Regions from separate parts of the Drosophila melanogaster genome. Here region 1 is linked to region 2. The links are chromatin contacts, called in public Hi-C maps. All regions are on one chromosome and are shown on one strand. Each heading gives the region's core, a stretch centred on a gene start, on an enhancer-like site or on the middle of the called end of the contact. The rest is flanking DNA. Distances are from core to core; before and after follow the strand shown. Region 1 holds the start of spi (spitz). Region 2 holds the start of Swip-1 (Swiprosin-1).

Region 1 (5,927 bases), core at 1,774-4,273, 590 kb after region 2:
GTTTGCCATCTTCGTCGCTTCGCTTCTGCATTTGTGCATTCCCATTCCCAATCCGATTCCCCCATCAAGTTGTGCTTCTTTGCCACACCGCTTTTCTGCCCCTTTTGCGGTGTTCTGTTGCTTTGTTGATGTTACAATTGTTGCACTTGTTGTGTGCGGCTTAGGACGTTGAACCACAGCCGGCAGAAATGCAGAAATGCACGCAACTGAGTGGCAAGTGTACAGCTGCAGTCACAGCACTAGCAATGCTTTGCGAAGGATTCCTCCAGACCGCTTTGTAATTGGTTTTCTTTCGCGTAATTTGGCCGATATTAGTTAGTTCATATCTGCAATCTAAATGTTACGAACCAGCAGAGTTCCTAGAGCCCTAGAGACATTAATGTACTTTTAATTGCCCCACTGTATGAATTTTTTTCAGTGCATTCTTGCAATTTGCTAACGTTTTTACCGCCATTACCGTCATTGTCGTATATATTTGTATGCTCATTCGGAAAGCCAATTCGAAGGCAATGCTAATAAAATCAATAAACAACATTACTGTCACGCACACATACATACATACATATGCATATAGCTTGGATGTCCGGTTGAAACGATGACGATGAAAGGTCACGACGAAGAATTTTTCGCCAATTGCCTGGTGGGTCGCACAGTCTGGGTCGCGAGACGTCTGACTAGACAACATGCAAATAGTAACGGTAATCATTAGACGCACACACTCGCACCTATTTGCATGCACACTCTCTCTGGCTGTGGTTCTGGTCGTGGGCCCCCATATTTCATCTATCTCGCGGCCGCTCTTTCTTTCGCTCACCATTTTCTATGCTGAGTTCGACGGCCTTCTTACGTAAAATCAACAACAACGCTCTGCGGTATTTCTCTTCTAATAAGCGGGTGCTTGGGGCTTGGGGTTGGGGGGATGTGCACTCGCCGACAGAGTTGCCATATCTAGCCAGACATCAAACTCGTTTTCACTGTTTTGGCTCCACACACACACACACACACGCATGTGAGTGGCTTTGCAACTGTACAAGAACAATAAGTAGGGGCAGCATAAAAGCAACAACACACGGCGCAGACGCCAAGCAACCGCTCCCCTCCCAACGCTCCACTCAATGTTTGTCTGTCTGTCCGGAACGTCTGTTTATGTATGCTTTAGGCGTATACATGCATGAGTGTGTGTGAGCAATTTTTATTTTTCTGAATGTAAAGGAAGTGGCACGTACTGTACTACTCAACTCACCGCTGCCGCAACAACAAGAGCAGTGACAGCCGGATCAGGCTGGGAATTCGAATAAGAGCGGAGCGCGTCGCATTCGGATGTTCCGATTCCCCATCGTTCCCAGCCGCAAAGCGGTCAGCGTTCCAATGCCAACGGCACAGTGGTTGCGATGCGTAAGGTAACGTGCTACGGAACCGAAACTCGCGGATGATCGTAAGTGGGAGATATGTACGTGGGATAAGAGCGAAAGTAGACGGATATCCGATTTGCAAAAAGATGTAGTATTAATTTAAAATGTTTAGAATAACAAAAATAAGCTAACAAAACTATAACCATGACAAACTATGACGATAACAATATATTTGCTATGCGTTACGATTTACAAACTTTGAATACTTTTTAAAAGATGCTTATTTAGGATCGATCCATTGTGCAGCGAGATGAGCGGAACGAAAGGCGAAAGGGACGCTGGTTTGCGTCTCCGCTGTACGCCAGACAGACAGACAGACAAGACGCCGCAATATTATAAACAGGAAATGGAATTTACCCACACGGATGCAGCGCGGTGAAGTGTGTGTCTGTGTAAATTGCTGATGAGCCGACAAACGGACGTGGTGCTCAATTGACAGATGAGCACGAGAGAGACAGGCAGAGCATAGCACACCGCCGAATGAGCGAAGGAGAAGGCCAGAGCGCGCTTCAAAGTTGATTGAAATCAATATACGTACATACGTATGTATACACACATAGCGTGCCGGTGTGAGTGTGCTAAGACCGCTCGTGGAATGTTTGAAAAACGCGGTCAAGCGACGGGAAGAGCAAGAATGTTGAACTCTGGAAGTGGGAAGAAGTTTCTGTAAATAGAAGCCAGGTGGAAGGGGCTTTTGCACCTGCCACGCCCAGCAGCCCCTGGAATCAATTAACATGTTGCACAACTGCAGCGGCTCCTATATACATAGTTCATATAATGTACTTGTGATACAGTGACTTACGCACACAGAGGTGCAATTGCAGATGGCGACGAGTGTAGCGTGTAGTTTTTCTCGGAAATGAGCAATGAATGAAATTCGGTTGTTTTCAGTACTCACACGCACACGAACGCAGATGCATACACTCGCAATTTGGAGCAAGAGAGAAAGTCTGCACGACATGCGCTCTGGCGTTTGTGTGTATACAATTTGCTTACTTTTTGCGCTACAATTGGCAAATAAAACAATAGCGCAATTTTACGCAGCACTTTAGCTTACTAACCCACATTGATGGCTCCACAAAGCGAGCAAAATAATTTGTCTGCCTAATTGAAATAAAATAAATAAAACTAAGCAGAAAAAATGTCGGCAAAAAACAAGGCGCAGCTGTATTGTGCGCTAGTGTGTGTAAAAAGGAGACGGCCATAGAAAAAAAAAACACATATACACACAGGAGAATTTACTGCTGCTTGCGGCGCCCACACACACATACACAAAAACACTCGCCTATTTAGTACAGCAACTGCGTAAATTCAATAAAAATAGTCATCTGGAGTAAAAAAACCCAGTTTCCTGTCTTCATTTCCCTTTTTCCGTGAAGGTACACAGTCACTACTGTTATAATTTAGCACACACACTCGCGCATTTATGTATGCATTTGGGTTGCTTTCATTTGGATGTTTATCACTTACTTTACCACTTACTTTGGGATTTAGCTCTTCGTTTGTCGCACTTTTTTGGCCTGTTTTCATGCCATTTTCTTTTTGAAAAACTGAAAGAGTACAATTCGTTGTGTCGCGTCTTAAATGAACAAGTGTTGCCAGACTTTAGCTGGAGGGAGATGACACTATCGCGAGGCAGCATAAAAATCAGTGCTGTAAAGCGAAATTAAAAAAAATATCTGATAACTTTAATATTAGTTTATTTGTTTACTGAATTTTACATTTTCTTATGTACTATAAATAAAAATCAATTCATAAATTTATTTGAGAGGAGTAAAACAAGAAGAATCCACCTAAACATTACAGACTTAAGTTCTAAATATCCCAAACGTTGTTTAATTTCTATTTATATTTGTAACGATTAGTTAGTTATTAGTAATAATGAAAGAACTAGTGATAAAATCCATTTGTAATCACTGCTAGAATTGGCTTGAAAATAGCTAGACTGACGTTAACAATACTGTTACCAGTTGGCATTTCCTGATCCGGCAACTCCACACGACGCCATTTCAAAACAAATGCGCGGCAACGATTTTATTTTACCCCGCAACATTTAGTGAGAAGTCGCAAAATAAGTCAGATTATTTGATTAAAATGGGAGCAAAGGCAACAAAAATGGAAGGTGAATATCTGCCGGATACGCCGACACTAAACAAAATGCGCCTGGCCAGCGAAAAGCGAGAACAAATGGAAATGACGACGCCGAATCGAGAGCAAAACAACGCTTTGCTCGATCCTCGATCACCAAATGGCTGCCGCACGCCTTTAACCGTGAGTTTATAGGCATTAGGTATTTTTTGATATTACTAACCCTAGTAATGATGGCTGCGTTGTAGTTCTTGCAGGCGTCAAAACCTCGCGTTGAGGAGGAGGAGCAGCATGTGACCACCAGTGAAAATGCCTTCTCCATGCTGCGAAAACGTTTGCTCAAGGGCTTCTCCCTGAACGATCCTCGCTCTCCTCAGCTGAATCGCACTCCACTGGTCCTCGATGAGGTTCGTTCGCTTAATATGGATGACACATTCGCCGATCTCTTCGTGGACACCAGGGTGGGTACAGCACAGAGAGCAGTGCCTGCATCACCGCCCCAAGTGGATTTAGAGGAGAGCTGCGATAGCTTCGGCACACCGCCGTCTGCTGCACACAACAATATTTCCCTGGAGATTGTTTCACTGCCCTATGATCAGGAAGAAACCTTGCCTTGCGAGCAACAGCTGCTGCCGTATCAGGAGCCGAATCTGGAGCAGGGCCAGGTGAAAATGGCCACGCCCCCGCCAGAACAGCAGCCCCATGGTGATCCCCGATCGCCCAGCCTGGGCGTCGATCGCACACCCATCATCTTCTGCGACGACGAGGAGGAGGAGGCACGCGAGGCCCAGATGCTGGAGCACATCCTGGAAACACTGACCCTGAATCTCAGCACTGGCAGCAGCATGGCCTCCTTTGTCGCTGGCGAGGAGCAGCTACCAGAAGTGCCGTCGAACAAACATTTGGAGCGAGTGCGTTTGGGTCACAAGCGTCGTGTGCCACCGCGCAAGCCCGCCAGAGCCAACAAGCCAAAGATCTATGTTGACCAAGAGGAGGGGTCCCCGGTGACCGGAGGATCCATTACGCCCAAGACAAACAGTACCCCCCTGTCCGCACAAAAGCGAACTCCACTCAGTTGCGTTAAGAATAAGCCGCATCTGCGATCCCGTTCAATGGAAAAGGATTCTAAGAAGAATCAGATTCCGCCCGCGCAGAGCTTCAACGATCAACTGCGGATAATCTCTGGCACAGAGGGATTCAGCGGACCCGTTTACTAACACAGCTTAGTAGCTACTATTGCCTTATGTCCATCAAAACCCACCAAATCATAGTCTTTTCTCACGACACATACTTTTATTACTCATCTTTTAATAAATCATTTTATTAGTTTGCTTGCCAGTACATTGTGCACATAAATTGATGGATGCAGTTTGCTCATGAGTATTATTCTAACATTTGGAAACCGGGCTATTTATTCCTGAAGTAACCTATTACCGATAATCAGCGACATATAGTTTGTATATCCATTGAATCTATTAAGTCTTAAACGTTGCAAGTTAGTAAAACCGCCACACAAGCTCTATTTCGTTACCAAGAGTATTTACTATTAGGTACGTAACTTCATTCTTGTCTAGTGTATTGCATTAACTACGCTATTTGTGACCGGAATACGTGATATATCAAAAATACATTTGTTCAAAGCATGGTGAGCCGAGAGGTCCAAGCTCTATCGATACTGCAGCTGCAGCCTATCCAGCAGAATGTCGATGGCCTCCTGGTCGAGTTCCTCGTCGTTGGCCAACACCACGTCGAAGCCGTCGGCCAGATCATCCAGATCGCACTCGGAGGGAACATCGTCTATTCCTGCGGTAAAGGTCCATCCCCGTGCAGACCGCGTTTCTGGACGGGATGTTAGACGCAAGGTGATGACTCGTTCCGGCCCGTAAGTCTCCCGGAACCACCTGATGTCGTTCTTGCGCCGCACATCGCTGACCAGAATGTAGGGCGTCTGCTGGCGACTCAGCGCCTCCTCCATGGCCACGCGGCAGAAGTAGCCGTAGTCCTGGGCCCGCACCTCGTCGCTCCACACAATCATGTCGCGCCGGTACTTCTCCTTGTAGGGTCCATCACCGAGGAGAGCGTCCAGGTCCAACTGCAGCTTGCGAGCCCATTCCGACTTAATGGGCTCTGAGATTCGAACGATACACGACCGGGAGCCCAATCTGGAATGGAATTGGATTTTATTTGTCTGAATATTTCTGCAGCAAGCAGTGCAAATTTAACAAATTGGCAAGATTTCTACGACTAGCTATGCACTGCACCCACCTCCGCTGCAGCCTCTCGGATATGTAATCCTTGCCGCACTTTCGCTTGCCGCTGATGAGTACAATTTTCATCATTTTTCTGGCGCAACTTTCACTTTTGCTCGCCAACTTCTTTCACAACCGCTGCTTCTCCTGCTGCTTCTGCTTGTGGCCTCGATTTCCT
Region 2 (6,044 bases), core at 290-2,789:
TGGGAAAGGAGAGCCTCGGAACACATTTCGTTCGCAAGGTGGCCCATCTGACGACAGTTGGCTTTGTCGGGTGGTAATGCAAAACCGTAAACAAATACAAGGGAACCTCGATAACCGCTATGGGTGCTATTAAGTCTTAAGGTCGAGCATTAGAACCTTAGAGATAAATAAAGAATGTTTCAATGAATTACGAGTATTAACGTGGGATAAGCTTTTTCCTTGCCACTATAATCGAATGATGACTTTGAACGGAATTACCGATATTTAAGATTGGCTTTTGCTAACAGAAATTGCACTTAGGGGAGCTCGACTGTGGTGTGATAATTGAATCCGCCTGAAAGTGTTGGGGCAGAAAACCACTTTTGACTCATGATCCGCGCGACGGGAGCACGACTTGGGAATAAGCCAGTGACTGTGACAAAACTTCTCCGCAAGTACTTGTGAGTCATGCCCCATTGCCCAGGGGGGCAGGGGAGGGGTGGGTTGGCTGCAGGAGGGGCTGCAGTAAATGCAATTTAAATGATCATTAGGCGCATGAGTTTTATGTTGCCATTTAATGAGACGCAAATGCGGTGAGATGCCTGGGAAAGTGGCCGTTGCAGGTGAAAGGAGTGTAAAGGTTGGCGCAAATTGAAAGCCCTAAAATAGTTTTGCAAACTGATTTCTGTTTTTGAATTATCTTGTGTAATAGATATACATTTACAAACGTTTGTAATGTATACAAGTGTGTCTAGTACACTGTATTTATTTAATAATCTAGAGATGATCGTTACTTATCATAAACTATTATTATTGCAACGGATTTTGCTCAGGTGTTTTCAAAAACAATAAACAAAATGTTGGCTTCCTTTTCGCCATATTAATATAATTTATATTGCGCCTTAAAGTGGCTCTGGACAAAAGTAAATATTGCTCGGCGGCCTTCACTTACGTATTGAAGGTCTTCTGGTAGTCCTTGATCTGGTTACGGGAGAACTCGGGGAAGTCGGTGTAGACGTTGACCACTTTGTAGGTGCGACGCACCTCGATGCCCGCCTCCTGGGACTCCATGATCTCCTGGCGCCGATTGAGGATGTGCGTCAGCTCGGAGCTGTCCGTGTTGGTGGTGCTGCTGGGGCTGTCCACGCTGTCCTTGTTGGAGGCGGATGAGGCGTTCGAGGAAACGGACATTGTGTCGCTCCTTGTTGACTCGCTTTTTAGTGTGCTGGAATTTCCCTTTCTGCCCTTTTCTGCTGCCTTCTCACTCTCTCTTCCTTTTGGCACACCCACGCAAAAAGGACCGTAAAAGAGATGTCCGGATACACACACAAATGCGGCGATGCGCCAGGAAAACACACACGGACTCGTTGCACGTAAGCTTTTGTCGTGGGGAGTGGCCCTGAGTCCTTTTTTGGCTTTGAAAAAACAGTTGCAAGGTGCGTTTGAATTGCCGGTCTTTTTTTTTTTTTTTGCTGCAAATTGGCTTTCTTATTGGACAACTGGTGTTCCGCTTCGACCGCCGCGACTACCGAATCTTCTGAACGCTGAGAGACGAATGAAAGTGCGACCGTGACACGAGCGTTCAAATATACCAGCGGGCGCGGCGGCATTTTTCGAGTGACCGTGTGCTGACAAATACCAAAGTCAGCTGAATTTCGAGGCAATATATATACCTTACAATTTTTTTAATTCATTCTGTTACTAATAATGTATATAATCATTATTTAAAGCTAGCTGATGAACAGACGGTTTCAAATTTTACGAAAGTTTTTAACTTTCTTAAGCAAAATATGTAACCGAATATTTATTGTATGTTTATATAGTTATAATATAATTATATAATTAGTTTGATCACAAAATCAATCTTTGTATAATTTTAATGTTGTTCCCAATAAAATATTTAAATTTAAGATTCTTAAATATATTACGGCATATGAGGTATACAGACAACCCTAAACTATCGTCCAAAGCTCCCAGCCCTAGGTGTGCCCGCATTTTGATAGCAATTTAGCAAAATTTTGTAGAAAATTGTACCGACTGTGATTGTAATTCGTAATTGTTCAATAAAAATGGGCAGTAAACTGTTTAACAAACTCTTGCTAATTGCCGGATTTGCCAGCCTGGCACATGCTGCTTTTTCTGCTGCCCATCGTAAGTTTTCGTCACTGTTGTGGTAAATAAACTTTGGACCACTAAGTGCCGCATTTACTCCACAGATCGCACCTATTTGAGGCTGACGGAGCAGGAATGGAATAGCCTTCCATTGGACGTAGGTTTCGGTGCATTTAGGGTGCTTGCATGGTTACTCACGAAAAGTTTTCCTTTATCAATCCTTAGATTATCCTGCAGACCGTCATCAGTTTGGTGATTGTGATTTACAACATCATCGAGATCGTTGGCAACTTCAAGGAAATTCGCGCCACCGTGGACATGCAACAGAAAACTTGGGACACCTTGGGCAACTTCCCCTCGTTCTATTCCTTCAATCACCGTGGTCGTGCCTTAAATCCTGGATATACGCCCCCGGAATAAGAGACCTTTCTTTTAAGTTCTGCTATCCTTTTATTTATAGTCTCAGCAAGTTACAATATAGATAACGCTAAAGATCAACCAAACTCCGTAACCTGCATTCGAAAATTTGATGGATATTGCGGAACTCTTGCCTTGCAACAAGGACAATGCCTTGGCCTCCAGCTCATAGCTGGCTCTTAATTCCCGGCCAGGACTATTATTGCATGCCTGACTGTGACAAGTGCGACAACTGTCGAAGTGGTTACTCCTTAAGAGACATTCGTAGTATAGCTCGGGATTGGAACGACATCCTCTTACAATTTCTTTACTGTTGATGTCAAAGTACTCCAAGCAGGCCAATTCTTGATCCTCCGGCTCATTTGCTCGAGCCGGACAAGGCATAGCCGTTTGTCCCCTGGAGATCTCCTCGCAGTCCTGCACTCCCCTACACTGATGACACCAGAGGCGCTCCTCCGGAAATGATCCTTTGTTGCAGAAACTTCCTTCGCATAGTCGACAACTGGCCACATTTGCGGAAGCACAGCTGAAGTCCGATTTTTGGCAACCTCTCGCAGTGGTGGCGTTGTTAAAGGAAACAACCACACATGGTGCAGCCGGTTCATCGCATTCTTCAATGTAGATTTCGCCAGGACTTTCCCAATTTGCACAGCCTGCTCCCGCTTGATCCGTGCTGCATTGGTAGCACCGGGTGAAATCCTTACTATTACACCCAGCGCCTTCATCGCATTCATAGCACTTGGTGATTTGAGGATTTTCCGGCGGTGCTCCACAGCCTCGCTGAATACTCCAGTTGGAGTACTCACAGGAGAAACAGGAAGAGGCCTCAGCGGAGCTACAAGTGCTATTAGCTATAGCCGTAATATTTGTCCGGCAAAGTTCCTGATCCACGGAGTTGCATGTAAAACACTTCTGCTGCGTAATGCATCCTGCGTTGCAGTGGTCACTGGTATTACACTTTTCTAATTGCTCTACATACGGCTCCAAATCTGTTGGAATTTTAGTAGAACATCCTCTGACAACGCGGCTTAGTCTGCGAAAGCTGAAGCAGTACTTATCCTCTTGCTCACCCAACAGAACATCCTGCTGGCATTCCTCGTATAAGCTAACATTGCACCTGCCGGTGTTGACCTGAAAGAGATCTATCTTGCAACCCCGGCCGATTGCTGAATCGCAGGTGGCGCAGACTTGGGTCCAAGCTCCTTGCTCCTCATTGCAGCCATTGATCTCACACAGTTGGGCGGAAGTGGACAGCGTGTGATTCTGCTCGGAGGTACAACCTCTGTAGGCATCTGAAGAACTTATGACATCCGTGTAGCACTGATCCTCTTCCAAATGATAGCGACAGGGTTTTGGTTTGGATGCTGGAGCTGCCACGCATTCCTGTCCAGCGCAATGATGGCACTTAAGTCGTCCCGGCGGATAGACACCCGCATTGCACAGGTTCGTTGAGCAAGTCTTTGAGTAAGTCGCTCCGATGATGGGGGTTTCTGCTCCGCAGCCGCGGTATGTAATGGAGTCCACTAATTTGTGTGCGATTAATGGTATAGAAAATCGGAGTTACTAAATATTTCAAATATGTATCAATCAATATCAATGGTCTTTACCTTTGAAATATTAATGAATTGCAAAAATAGATTCTATAAAATGGCCGACTATCCGTCGATTTAGAAACAATTACAAATCACATTTAGGTTCACTTACCAATGGACATGGCACACGTCAGCTCGGTAGCGCACTCCTTGTAGGGAAGAACTCCCACTTCTCCGAGGGTCTGGGAACATTCCGGCAGGGCAATGGAATCGCAGTGGTAGCAAACAATGCCAAAACAACGGTCTGCTATTAAAAAAAAAAACCCCTCTAAGGTTACAACGCATTTTTCCGTGGGAAATCGCAGGTAGCTCACATCTCAGGAGGACCAGGAAAAGGAGGAGCAGGTGGTGGAAGCTTGAGTGGCGATTTGTCTGCAGTCCACGCATTTTGACAGCTCATAAAGAATGTAGTGCACCTTTGTTTGCAAAATTGGAATCCCTAATCTGTTTATGACTTATCAGACAATATAACAATGAGTTGATATAGGCGAACTGTTGATAAGGATAAGCTGGAAAAAGCCATTTAACTTTAAAATAACCAAACATTATCATTTAAATAAAAAGTTACACTCGCTAAATGTGTTCTTAAATTGCCACCATAAAAAACTTACGTTGGTAGAAATTCTTCAATTATTTTAAGGCTTAAAATAGAGAGTTGCTTGATGTCCTAACGAAATCCTTTCGATATAGATAATTTCCCAACCACAGTTGTAAGGTTACCCAACTTTATTCCGGCATATGCATAATGGCCAAAAATGTCATGACCATAATGTGCTCTGTGCCTTGACCCCATTATCGGAGTGTCCCATAGGTTCCATCGAAACGTTCACATCATCAATAATTTAAGGGCTCGCATTTGTTGCGGGAAAGTCTGGAGCTACTCAAAAGTGTGGGTCAAGGGTCCGGCGACCGCCCCAACATATCGATTTAATTTAGAGACCGGATAATTGCGTGACAATCAGCGGATTCGAGTACACATACCACATGTCCAGGCGGCTTAATGACCATCGACCTCAGTTGCCAGCTAAACAGGCACGGGACAAGTCGGGAATAACAAACCCATCGGTGGCCAGAACGGAGCAAATACCCATGCTTGCAGAGCTCTTCAAAACGGGGATAAACCGATAACGAAAGATACATTCTGATAAGCCCATCCACTCGGCGGGTTCCGTTCAAGATTCATTCGCCATCCGAGTCATACACTCTGCGAAGCTACAACCGATCGGTGACCACGATGCGGATGAGATTGCTGGTCATTTGGATTTCCCTAACTGCTCTCCTTGAATGGAGCAGGGCGCAGGAGGACAACATTGAAGAGTTCAGCTTAAGCGGCGGACTAGCGGGTGAAAAGTCAGAAAACTCAGGCATTGAAGCCGGTGAAAATGACACAGAATCCCTAGGACAAAGTCACTTATTTTTGAACACAACACAAAGTCCAACTGATGACCCTGAGCCTACACAGGAACTGTCATCTATTGAAAGTCAAGTTGGACAGGTAGGCCACCAGTCTGGAGAGGATGAGAAGGAACCGGAAATCACAAGCTTAGACACTAATTCGGAAACGGATAACAAATTAGAAGGGGACAAAGAAGAGCCAGAAAAGGAATCCACCGGGAATTCCGGTGGCTTTGCGCCAACTCAAGTTCCTCAAACCGACAAAGTAGACCAATCGTCCGGACATATGGATACTTCGGACTCGTCTTCAGACTCTTCAGTGACTCCCGATACTCGCCCATCAACTTCACTAGAGGAGGTCCTGGAAACTCACCCAACAAACAAAACTGAGGAACCAATGGGAGGATCGCCCGATTACCCGGCTGATGGGCCCCAGGAGGACACCACAACTCCACCCCCAGAAGAAACAACCTTGGCACCACACAAGCCCCCAGTTGCAGATCCAGAACAGAAACCCCTAAGCTGCTATTCCTGCATGTTCTGCAACAA

Evidence for each region. Hi-C and Micro-C count contacts between places; a contact is called where the count stands out from the background.
Region 1: a contact with region 2 is called in a Hi-C map of the Kc167 cell line, with 8 times the contacts expected there. The contact joins the promoter of spi here to the promoter of Swip-1 in region 2.

What each region holds. Positions count from the first base shown.
Region 1 is chr2L:19,574,292-19,580,218 of dm6, forward strand. It overlaps spi (spitz), which reads right to left and starts at 3,024. Exons shown (of 3, transcript NM_134291.5): 1 at 2,895-3,024. msb1l reads left to right here and starts at 3,410. Exons shown (of 2, transcript NM_136147.4): 1 at 3,410-3,683; 2 at 3,749-4,840. The coding sequence starts at 3,507. The coding sequence ends at 4,717. Pmvk (Phosphomevalonate kinase) reads right to left here. Exons shown (of 2, transcript NM_136148.2): 1 at 5,766-5,927; 2 at 4,802-5,662. The coding sequence starts at 5,839. The coding sequence ends at 5,167.
Region 2 is chr2L:18,985,741-18,991,784 of dm6, forward strand. Swip-1 (Swiprosin-1) reads right to left here and starts at 1,540. Exons shown (of 2, transcript NM_001299150.1): 1 at 932-1,540. The coding sequence starts at 1,170. EMC5 (ER membrane protein complex subunit 5) reads left to right here and starts at 1,967. Exons shown (of 3, transcript NM_136082.4): 1 at 1,967-2,130; 2 at 2,196-2,248; 3 at 2,317-2,591. The coding sequence starts at 2,049. The coding sequence ends at 2,511. It overlaps CG15170, which reads right to left and starts at 4,493. Exons shown (of 3, transcript NM_136083.2): 1 at 4,415-4,493; 2 at 4,213-4,347; 3 at 2,528-4,031. The coding sequence starts at 4,487. The coding sequence ends at 2,554. CG15169 reads left to right here and starts at 5,280. Exons shown (of 1, transcript NM_136084.3): 1 at 5,280-6,044. The coding sequence starts at 5,335.